Regions from separate parts of the Hordeum vulgare genome. Here regions 1 and 2 are each linked to region 3. The links are chromatin contacts, called in public Hi-C and HiChIP or PLAC-seq maps. All regions are on one chromosome and are shown on one strand. Each heading gives the region's core, a stretch centred on a gene start, on an enhancer-like site or on the middle of the called end of the contact. The rest is flanking DNA. Distances are from core to core; before and after follow the strand shown.

Region 1 (2,700 bases), core at 161-2,660, 230 kb before region 3:
GCTAGCACGAAATCTTCACATAAGGGGAAAATTCGACGAGTCAACTCCTGCAAGAGCAAGATTAGCCAAACCCAAATATATCCTCCCTTTTTTGGCATGGTCACAGCTTACCTGGAGTGCAAGGTCCATTGAAGAATCAATCTGGAAGACAACATATCCCTCCTTTCCGCGTACTCTCTTAATGGAAATGTATCTTCCCTCAATACCCACCAGAGCTGATAGCAAATCATCAATAACTAAAAGCTCCTGCATTTCAAACAGGGCAGTTACAATGAATAAAGTTGTTACGCAATGCAGTTGATTGCAAAAGCTCCATCAATTTAGCATTTCTAACTGAAAGTACAGATGTTAAGCCTCACTGGATGGCTATTTTCGGAAATGGTGTGGAAATTCAGCAATGTTATGTGGTCTTATTACAGTGAATGTTATACATCATTTCCTAAAGCACCACAAACATACCAACCCATATGCTCTAAATGCAAAACTGAAACCACATTGGACCAGAAACTGCATATTTCCTTTCCAAAAAAAAACTGCATATTTGTAAAAGAGACTGCTATCTCAAACTGTTTTTTATCTACACCAGATTGGCCATCCGATCCAAAAAATAATGATGATGCCTAAGTAAGAATCATTGCATTACTGGAAATAAAGAGGGCATATCAATTGCTGAAATCCAGGAAGTAGAAAATCTCAAAAAGCACAATCCCATACATCAATGGAACTCCCTGCACAGTGGCTACAATCACAACCAGCGATCAACAAAGATTTAAAGTTCACATACTGTAAAAAAACAAAAACAAAAACAAACCAAAATCCTTCTAATTACCAAATCAATGAGCTCAAATTCAAAATAAAAACCTTCTAATTAGCAAATCACTGAGCTCAAATTCAAAATCAAAACCCTAGACCCAGTTTTACAAACAGTACAAGTGAAGCCAAGCTCCAATTTCGCCGGTTGAACTATTTCAAAATTCCGCTTACCTGCACAGAAACAGCGTACGACCCGAGGACACTCCCAGCGCCGCCGCCAGCTCCGCGGCTGCAGATTCAAACCAACTCCAGGCATCAGAGGACACCCGAGGCAACAGAACCACGAGGCAACCGTCCACAAGACACGAATTTATCCGGCATACGTACCTGAAGGAGTCGATAGAGAAAGGCTTGGATCCGGGCGCCTGCGACGCCGCGGACACCTTCGCCTCCTGCCATGGCACGAGGGGGGGATGTGAGGCCGGCGCAGCAATACTGGAGGGGCGGGTTGGGTATTGCTGGCAAGAGGAAGGACGTACCTGGTGGAACCGTCCGGTGAGGTAGGGGCGCTCCAGGTTCCAGCGAGGGGTCGCCGGCGCGGGATCCATTTCGGGGTGGGCAGGGAGAGGAGCGGTGGCGACTGGCGACGGGGACAAGCGTGGAAGATGAGTCGAGCTAGGACAGATCCCGGCCGTTTGTTTGAAATCAACGGTACACGCCCGTCAAGCAATTGATGCTTTGTGTGGAAGCACTTTTTTTTAAAAGACTACTAATAATACTATGCGAAACCTTTTCCGCGAGTGCGCCGGCCAAAACGTTCGGCCGGTCGCGTGACTGTCGTTCGATCCCCTAGATCCAGCATGTGTCCAGCTCACCGCGTCTTCCTTTTCAGTTTTTTTTTTTTGCCTTACCTTCTTCTTCCTTCCTCTCCCCCTTTCCCCCTGCAACCTCAGGCGTCGTCGGTGAGCGCCGCGGCTTCTCCATCGGCAGTCGCCGCGCCTGACGGCGGTGACCGAGGGTGACCACGCGAGATGTTGCAGCCGGGACGACGGTTGAAACTTTTTCCACATACGGTTGAAGCTTTTTCTGTCAACGTTTGCAACTTTCCCTCGTTGAAGTATTTGGTTGAAGCTTTTTTTTCTTAACGGTTGAAGATTTTCTATATACGGTTGAAATTTTTTGCTTTCATGATCGAAGCTTTTTTTAACGTTTGAAACCTTTTCCGTTTTTGAGCAGCACTTGGTTAAAGTTCTCTCTATCATTTGGTTGAAACTTTTTCTATCTAAGGTTGAAGCATTTGGTGTGAGCGGATGTATCTTTCCCTGATTCGCACTGCCAGTTGAAGCTTTTTCCATTTAGGGTTGAAGCTTTTTCATCTGGGGGTTGAAGCTTTTTTTCAGCGTTTTGCAACACAGGGGGGTGAGGTGCGACCGACGGGCATGAGCAGGTGCGAGTGCGCCGGCGAGCGGTGGGGGCAGCGAATGGTCTGGGCGAGCTGAGTCCCGGAGCGCAGGGTAGCTGGGGCGGCGAGCGTCTGGACGAGCTGAGTCGCGGAGCTGCATCCATGGTGCTTCGACGGGCGGCCGAGGAGGCGAGCGGTCGGGGACGAGTTGCATCCATGAAGCTCCAACCGGCGGCCAGGGGGCGAGCTGAGTGCCGGAGCGCGGAGCGGCCCAGACGGGGCGGTCAGCATGGCGAGCGCTCAGGGAGACGAGAAGAAGGTAAAAAAAAACAGCAGAGGAACTTTGATCTGACGGTGTCGCATAGCAGATCGGGCTGCTGAGGACAGACCGACCGAAAACATTCGGCCGGCGCACCGGCTCCGAGTGTTGCCCTAATACTATTCTCTCCGTCTCAAAATAAGTGTCGCAAATTTAATATTAAATTAGTATGAATATAATACTAAAGTAGCGACACTTATTTTGAAACGGAGGGAGTACTTTTCTT
Region 2 (2,700 bases), core at 29-2,528, 190 kb after region 3:
TTAGTTCTACTTTCGATTTGCATAATGTGTAGAAGTAAAGCTTTTCTTTGAACACACCTGGAGTCTCAGTGGAATCTTATTGTTTTGGATTATAGCATACACATAATTTACGGCAAAGAAATAAACTTTGTATAATGTAAGGATATATTTTTCTAAATACAATCATAATTTTTTTCTTGAGTTATAATATTGTTTTGATCAATATGTTTGTTGACCGTAGCAATGCACGAGCATTCAATTACATAATATATTTTCTTCCTATAAGATAATTGATGCGTTTTTGACATAACAACGCACGTGTTGTTGAAACAAATGAAGTCCCTTTTTTTTTAATGAAAGGGGTCGCCCCTTGCCTCATTTTATTAAACGAAGCAGAACAGACCACAGCACAGCCCAAGTATTGCCAGCATCTAAAACAAAACTAAAAAAACACCCACCAAATCAGGCAAGACACACAGGAAATGTCCTAAATAATGGCAAGAACCGAAACCACTTAAAACTCGCTAGCAGGAAGAGATCAAACAACAATTCTATGGCCTGAAACACAGCTAAACAGTCTACCACTTTTATTATTACAAGCCGGAGATCAATCAGAAGCTTGAGTCCATGCTATTCGTAGTAGCTTCCTTCGATGCTTGTCCAGCAACAGGATGAATCTCTTCAGCACGTCTGCTTGTGCAGTGTCGCAGAACACCAACCATTGTTGTAAAATGTAAAGTCCTTCTTAACTTGACAAGGCCGCAGCCTAGACCCCTTCATGTGCGCCCCGAAAGCAAAAATCATTCCCCAATATCCAATGAAGTCCCATTAATCCCCGTGGAATCCACACAAAAGCCCCAACGACCGCAGAGAGGGAAACAAACGTGCAGTGCAGGCCGCCGAGTCGCCGTGCCAGTTCCCAGCCACGATCCCGACAGGAGCAGGAAAAGAGGGGAAACAGGCAAACAGAAAGTAGCGGAAAAACAGAAGCAGGCAGGCAGGAAGATTCCGCGCCGGCCGTGCGATTGCGATGATTGGATTCGGAAGGGTCGCCCTGCTGAATTCTCCCACGAGAGTTGGAGATGCTCGCCCATGTCAGGTCGGTACTCGGTAGTCGCCAACGTTTCGGCAGTTGCGCCTACCGGTGGCGTTGTACCGTCCGAACGTGCGCCGGTCTAAGCCTAAGTGCTGCTCAGCTCAGCTCAGGTCGGGCCGAGTACGTACGTGGTGGTGTTGCCTCGAACCCGCGACTGCGCGGCGACTTCTCCTCCGTTCCTCTTGCTTAGATTATCAAAATCGAAATGCATGTAGTACGACTGGACTAGGTTCGGGCAGGAGCTCAAAAAATTCCATTCGGGAGAGAAGCGGAGACTTGTGACTTGTCATCCGTTAGAACGCCGTCGTCAGTCGTCACGCCAAAGCAAGCAGCGGTGCAGCACCATCTCTTGCCCCCCCCTCCCTCCACTCCGTCCGTCCCGCCACAACAAAAAACAACAGCAGCCAATCAAGGCTGCGTACACATAACTAGTCTCCCAATCCGCTCCTCACCCAACCCCCCCAACCCCATTCCCCACCCGATCCTCCTCTCGCCGGCGGGATCGATTCGATCGAGGTTGATCGGGGGAGAGCGAATGGCGCGGTGATCGCCCGGTCGGTCGGCTCGATGGCGGCGAGGCCGGGTGGAGGCGGGCGCGTGCGCTTCAACGTGGGCGGGCAGGCGTTCGAGACCACCACCACCACGCTCGCCAACGCCGGCCGCGACTCCATGCTCGGCGCGCTGCTCGACGCCTCCTGGAACGTGCCCTGCGCCTCCGACGGAGGGGAGGACGCGGCGGCCGAGTACTTCATCGACCGCAACCCGGCGTGCTTCGCGGTGCTGCTCGACCTGCTCCGCACGGGCAGCCTCCACGTCCCGCCGCACCTCCCGGAGAAGCTGCTCTACCGGGAGGCGCTCTACTACGGCCTCCTCGACCACGTCCGCGCCGCGCGCTGGGGGAGCTTCGACGGCGACCGCCTGCGCCTCGCGTCCTCCGTGCCCGGCCGCGCCCCCGGGGACGGGACGGCCGTCCGGGCCGCGCCCGACGGCGGCTGTTGCGTCGCGCACGGGGGCGCCGTGCACGTCTACAACTGGATGCTCGACGAGCGCCGCCCCGTCTCGCTCGACCACTCGCAGGTCAACGACGTCGCCTACCTCGACGCGGCCACGCTGCTCATCGCCGCGCGCGAGCACCTCGGCAAGTGCGACGGCGGGATGGCCGTCTTCTCCGCCGTCTCCGGGGACCTCCGTCACCGCTTCCGCGTCCAGCACGACCGCCAGGCCAAGTCCTTCACCGCCGGCGCGCTGGCCTTCGACAGGGACTCGAGGATCTTCGCCAGCTGCAAGGGCCGCCTCAACGAGTACGGCGTCGGCGTCTGGGACAGCGCCACCGGCGAGCAGGCTGACTTCTTCTACGAGCCCCCCGGCTGCGCCCTGGGCGACGCCGACAGGCTCCAGTGGCTGGACGCAACCAACGCGCTCATGGTGGCCACGCTGTTCCCCAAGACGGACAACTGTTCCATCGGGCTGCTGGATTTCCGGGACAAGAGCGTGGCCTGGTCGTGGTCCGACGCCGGCACGGCCGCGTCGCTGGAGGAGAAGCGCGTGCTCCACGCCATCGCCATGGAGGACGAGCGGTCCGTGTGCGTCATCAACCAGTACGACGACCTCGGGTTCCTGGACCT
Region 3 (2,700 bases), core at 106-2,605:
GTCCAAACACACGTGTATCCGAAAATTTGGAGATGTCATAACTGTGGCAGATAAGTTTATAAATGTATCTTCCATGTGTGCAATAAACAATTAACTATCATTGACGCAAATAACCCTCCATAAACTCCACCCATGACCTTATGTTATCATCACATTGTTTAAACATAACATTTGCACTAACAACTCCGCCATAACACAAAAAACCCTAAATTCATATTTAAACCCTTAGCCACCACAAAAGGAGTACCCTAAATTTACACCTACAACCCCGCCATAACACAAAAAACCTAGATTCATATTAAATCCCTTAGCCACCGCAAAAGGAGCACCCTAAATTTACACCTACACCCCTTGGCACACTAAAACACCCTATTTTCATGTATTAAACTCTCATTGACATAGAAAAAGGTCATATATTCATATTTACAACCCCGAGGCACCACCAAAGTACCATTCATTCACATTTAAACCCTACATATCACCATAAGTATTCCTGGATTCACATTTTGAACCCTAGCCACCTCCATAATTTTGCATTTATGACCCCATCAAGCTTTGTGATCAGAGGTTTATATGTTGCCATCTCTATCTTTAGTAGACATCTATAGTATATAAAGAAAAATCGTAGAAAAAGAATCCTACACAAATCTACTGGCCACCTTTTATTCTCACCAAATCGTTTGAAATGGTTTTTTTACATCACAACTTCAAAACCCACTAATATTGCCTTGGGTACATGTTGTTACCCTCCCGCTAGCAAAAGTCAAACTTTGCATAAAACTACCTGTCACCTAACGTTTTGTTTCTATCTTTAGCACACGTTCATAGCATACGTGAGAAGTTTTACTCCGATTGTCATCTTTTATTCTCGTCCATTCGTTCAAAAGAAAAACATTACACCACAAACCACAAACTTCTTAAATTACTCAAGGTTTTACATATATACCCGTAGCCACCAACAAAATACTCCAATTCTACACTGAAAACCCTACCAGCCACCTAACAATTTGTCTTTATCTCTAGGAGGCATTTATAGCATACCTTGAAAAGATTTATCATAATTACCCTATTTTATTCTAGGCCGTCCATTCAAAACAGAGAACCTCGCATCACAACCCTCAAATTACCCGGGTTTCACGTTCACAACCCTAGCCACCAGCAAAATACCCCAATTTCACACTCAACACCCCAGCCCACACAAATATTACGATATTCGCTATTTATAGCAGGCATTTATAACGTAGCTGGAAAAGATTTACCCGTGCGAGTATAAGTACCCCACGTCTGGCCCAGACCGAACCCACAACCCAAAGCGGGTAAAACCGTCCGCACCACGACTCGCGGATGGAGAGAGAGCGAGAGAGTAGGGTGGGGTAGGGTAGGGGAGGAGAGAGAGGAGGGAAAAAATTGAAGTAGAAATCCCGTTCGTCTCTATCGCCAAAACTCCCCCCCAAACTACCCACCCAAAGCTTTCGTGCTCCCGTCTCCCCCCCCCCTCCGCCCACGACCCCCTCCTTCCCGAAACCCTAACCACCTCCACCGGCTAGATCCTTCCACCGTCCCCCGATTGGGGCGGGGACCGAGCCCTCCCCGCTGATGGCGTCGGGGGGCGCGCAGATGGAGGTCGAGCGGCGGCTGCGCGACGTCGCCGCGCGCTTCGTCTCGCTCCCGGAGTCCAACAAGGAGCTGCAGGCGTTGCTCGAGGTGAGCGCCCAGGCGAATTCGAATCACTGCTTTTTTTTTTCTGGTTGCCTTCGCTGTTATCAGTGCTCTCGTATCCCTCGATATTTTATACTTTTTAGATAAGGTTAGAGATTTATCGCCTCCCGGCCCCTGCGCAGAATCACTGCCTTTGCCTTTCGCTGTTATCACTGTTTTTGTTTGGTAGGAGAGTAGTCACAAGGACAAGTTACCCTTGCAGTGCTATTATTTATTTAGCGTTAGATTGTACCCTAACTGGTTAGTTACAGGGATTGATTGCTATTTTGATTCCTAGACTAGATACTCACAATTGATGTTCCGTTTATGCAGGAAGCAGAGATCTGGTTGTCCAGGGTGGACCAGGCGCCACCCGAAAGCATGCGCACTGCTCTTCAGCCCATGATGCATGCTTTGGTCAGAGATGATCTGCTAAACCACCCTGACCCGGGGGTCAAGGTTGGTATAGCATGTTGCCTAACTGAGGTTACCAGGGTCACCGCACCAGACCCCCCTTACGAGGATAACGTGATGAGGGTGAGTCTTCTCATGATGAAACATTGTAACTTGGCGGCTAACCCTTCTACTTACTTGGCGGCTAACCCTTCTATTTACTTGGCGGCTAACCCTTCTATTTATTTGGCGGCTTCAGGGTGTGTTCACAGTGGTTGTGGACGCTTTTGGCAAGCTGGATGATGCCCAAAGCCCATTGTTTGCAAAGCGAGTTTCCATGCTGGAAACCATTGCCAAGGTCAGGTCTTGCGTCCTAATGTTGGACCTTGAGTGTGATGACTTGATCCAGGAAACATTCACACACTTTTTCAGGATCGTAAGGTGTGGAACTTGTTCTTCTCTTCTTTTTAGTTTCATAGCTTATGTATATGTTATTTTGTGTGGGGAATAGTTTCTTTATATGTTATTTTGTGTTCTTCTGTATATGTTATTTTGTGCGGGGAATAGCTTTTGTATATGTTCAGTATGTTAGATGCCAAATGGACTAGT

The links. Hi-C and Micro-C count contacts between places; a contact is called where the count stands out from the background. HiChIP or PLAC-seq counts read pairs in DNA pulled down with a chosen protein or histone mark.
Region 1: a Hi-C map of leaf shows a contact between it and region 3, with 3 times the contacts expected there. The contact joins the promoter of LOC123428620 here to the promoter of LOC123427162 in region 3. A contact is called at or near these places in 3 of 6 Hi-C or Micro-C datasets (leaf and seedling) and 1 of 1 datasets of contacts at active chromatin or transcription factors (embryo).
Region 2: a contact with region 3 is called in an H3K4me3 HiChIP or PLAC-seq map of embryo, with 4 times the contacts expected there. The contact joins the promoter of LOC123430486 here to the promoter of LOC123427162 in region 3. A contact is called at or near these places in 4 of 6 Hi-C or Micro-C datasets (leaf and seedling) and 1 of 1 datasets of contacts at active chromatin or transcription factors (embryo).

The regions. Positions count from the first base shown.
Region 1 is chr2H:548,274,019-548,276,718 of MorexV3_pseudomolecules_assembly, reverse strand. It overlaps LOC123428620 (gamma-tubulin complex component 2), which reads right to left and starts at 1,410. Exons shown (of 23, transcript XM_045112832.1): 1 at 1,141-1,410; 2 at 985-1,042; 3 at 112-246; 4 at 1-47. The coding sequence starts at 1,361.
Region 2 is chr2H:547,855,420-547,858,119 of MorexV3_pseudomolecules_assembly, reverse strand. LOC123430486 (BTB/POZ domain-containing protein At2g24240-like) reads left to right here and starts at 1,278. Exons shown (of 1, transcript XM_045114355.1): 1 at 1,278-2,700. The coding sequence starts at 1,643.
Region 3 is chr2H:548,042,755-548,045,454 of MorexV3_pseudomolecules_assembly, reverse strand. It overlaps LOC123427162 (ABC transporter F family member 4-like), which reads left to right and starts at 1,355. Exons shown (of 12, transcript XM_045111134.1): 1 at 1,355-1,704; 2 at 2,032-2,235; 3 at 2,351-2,532. The coding sequence starts at 1,597.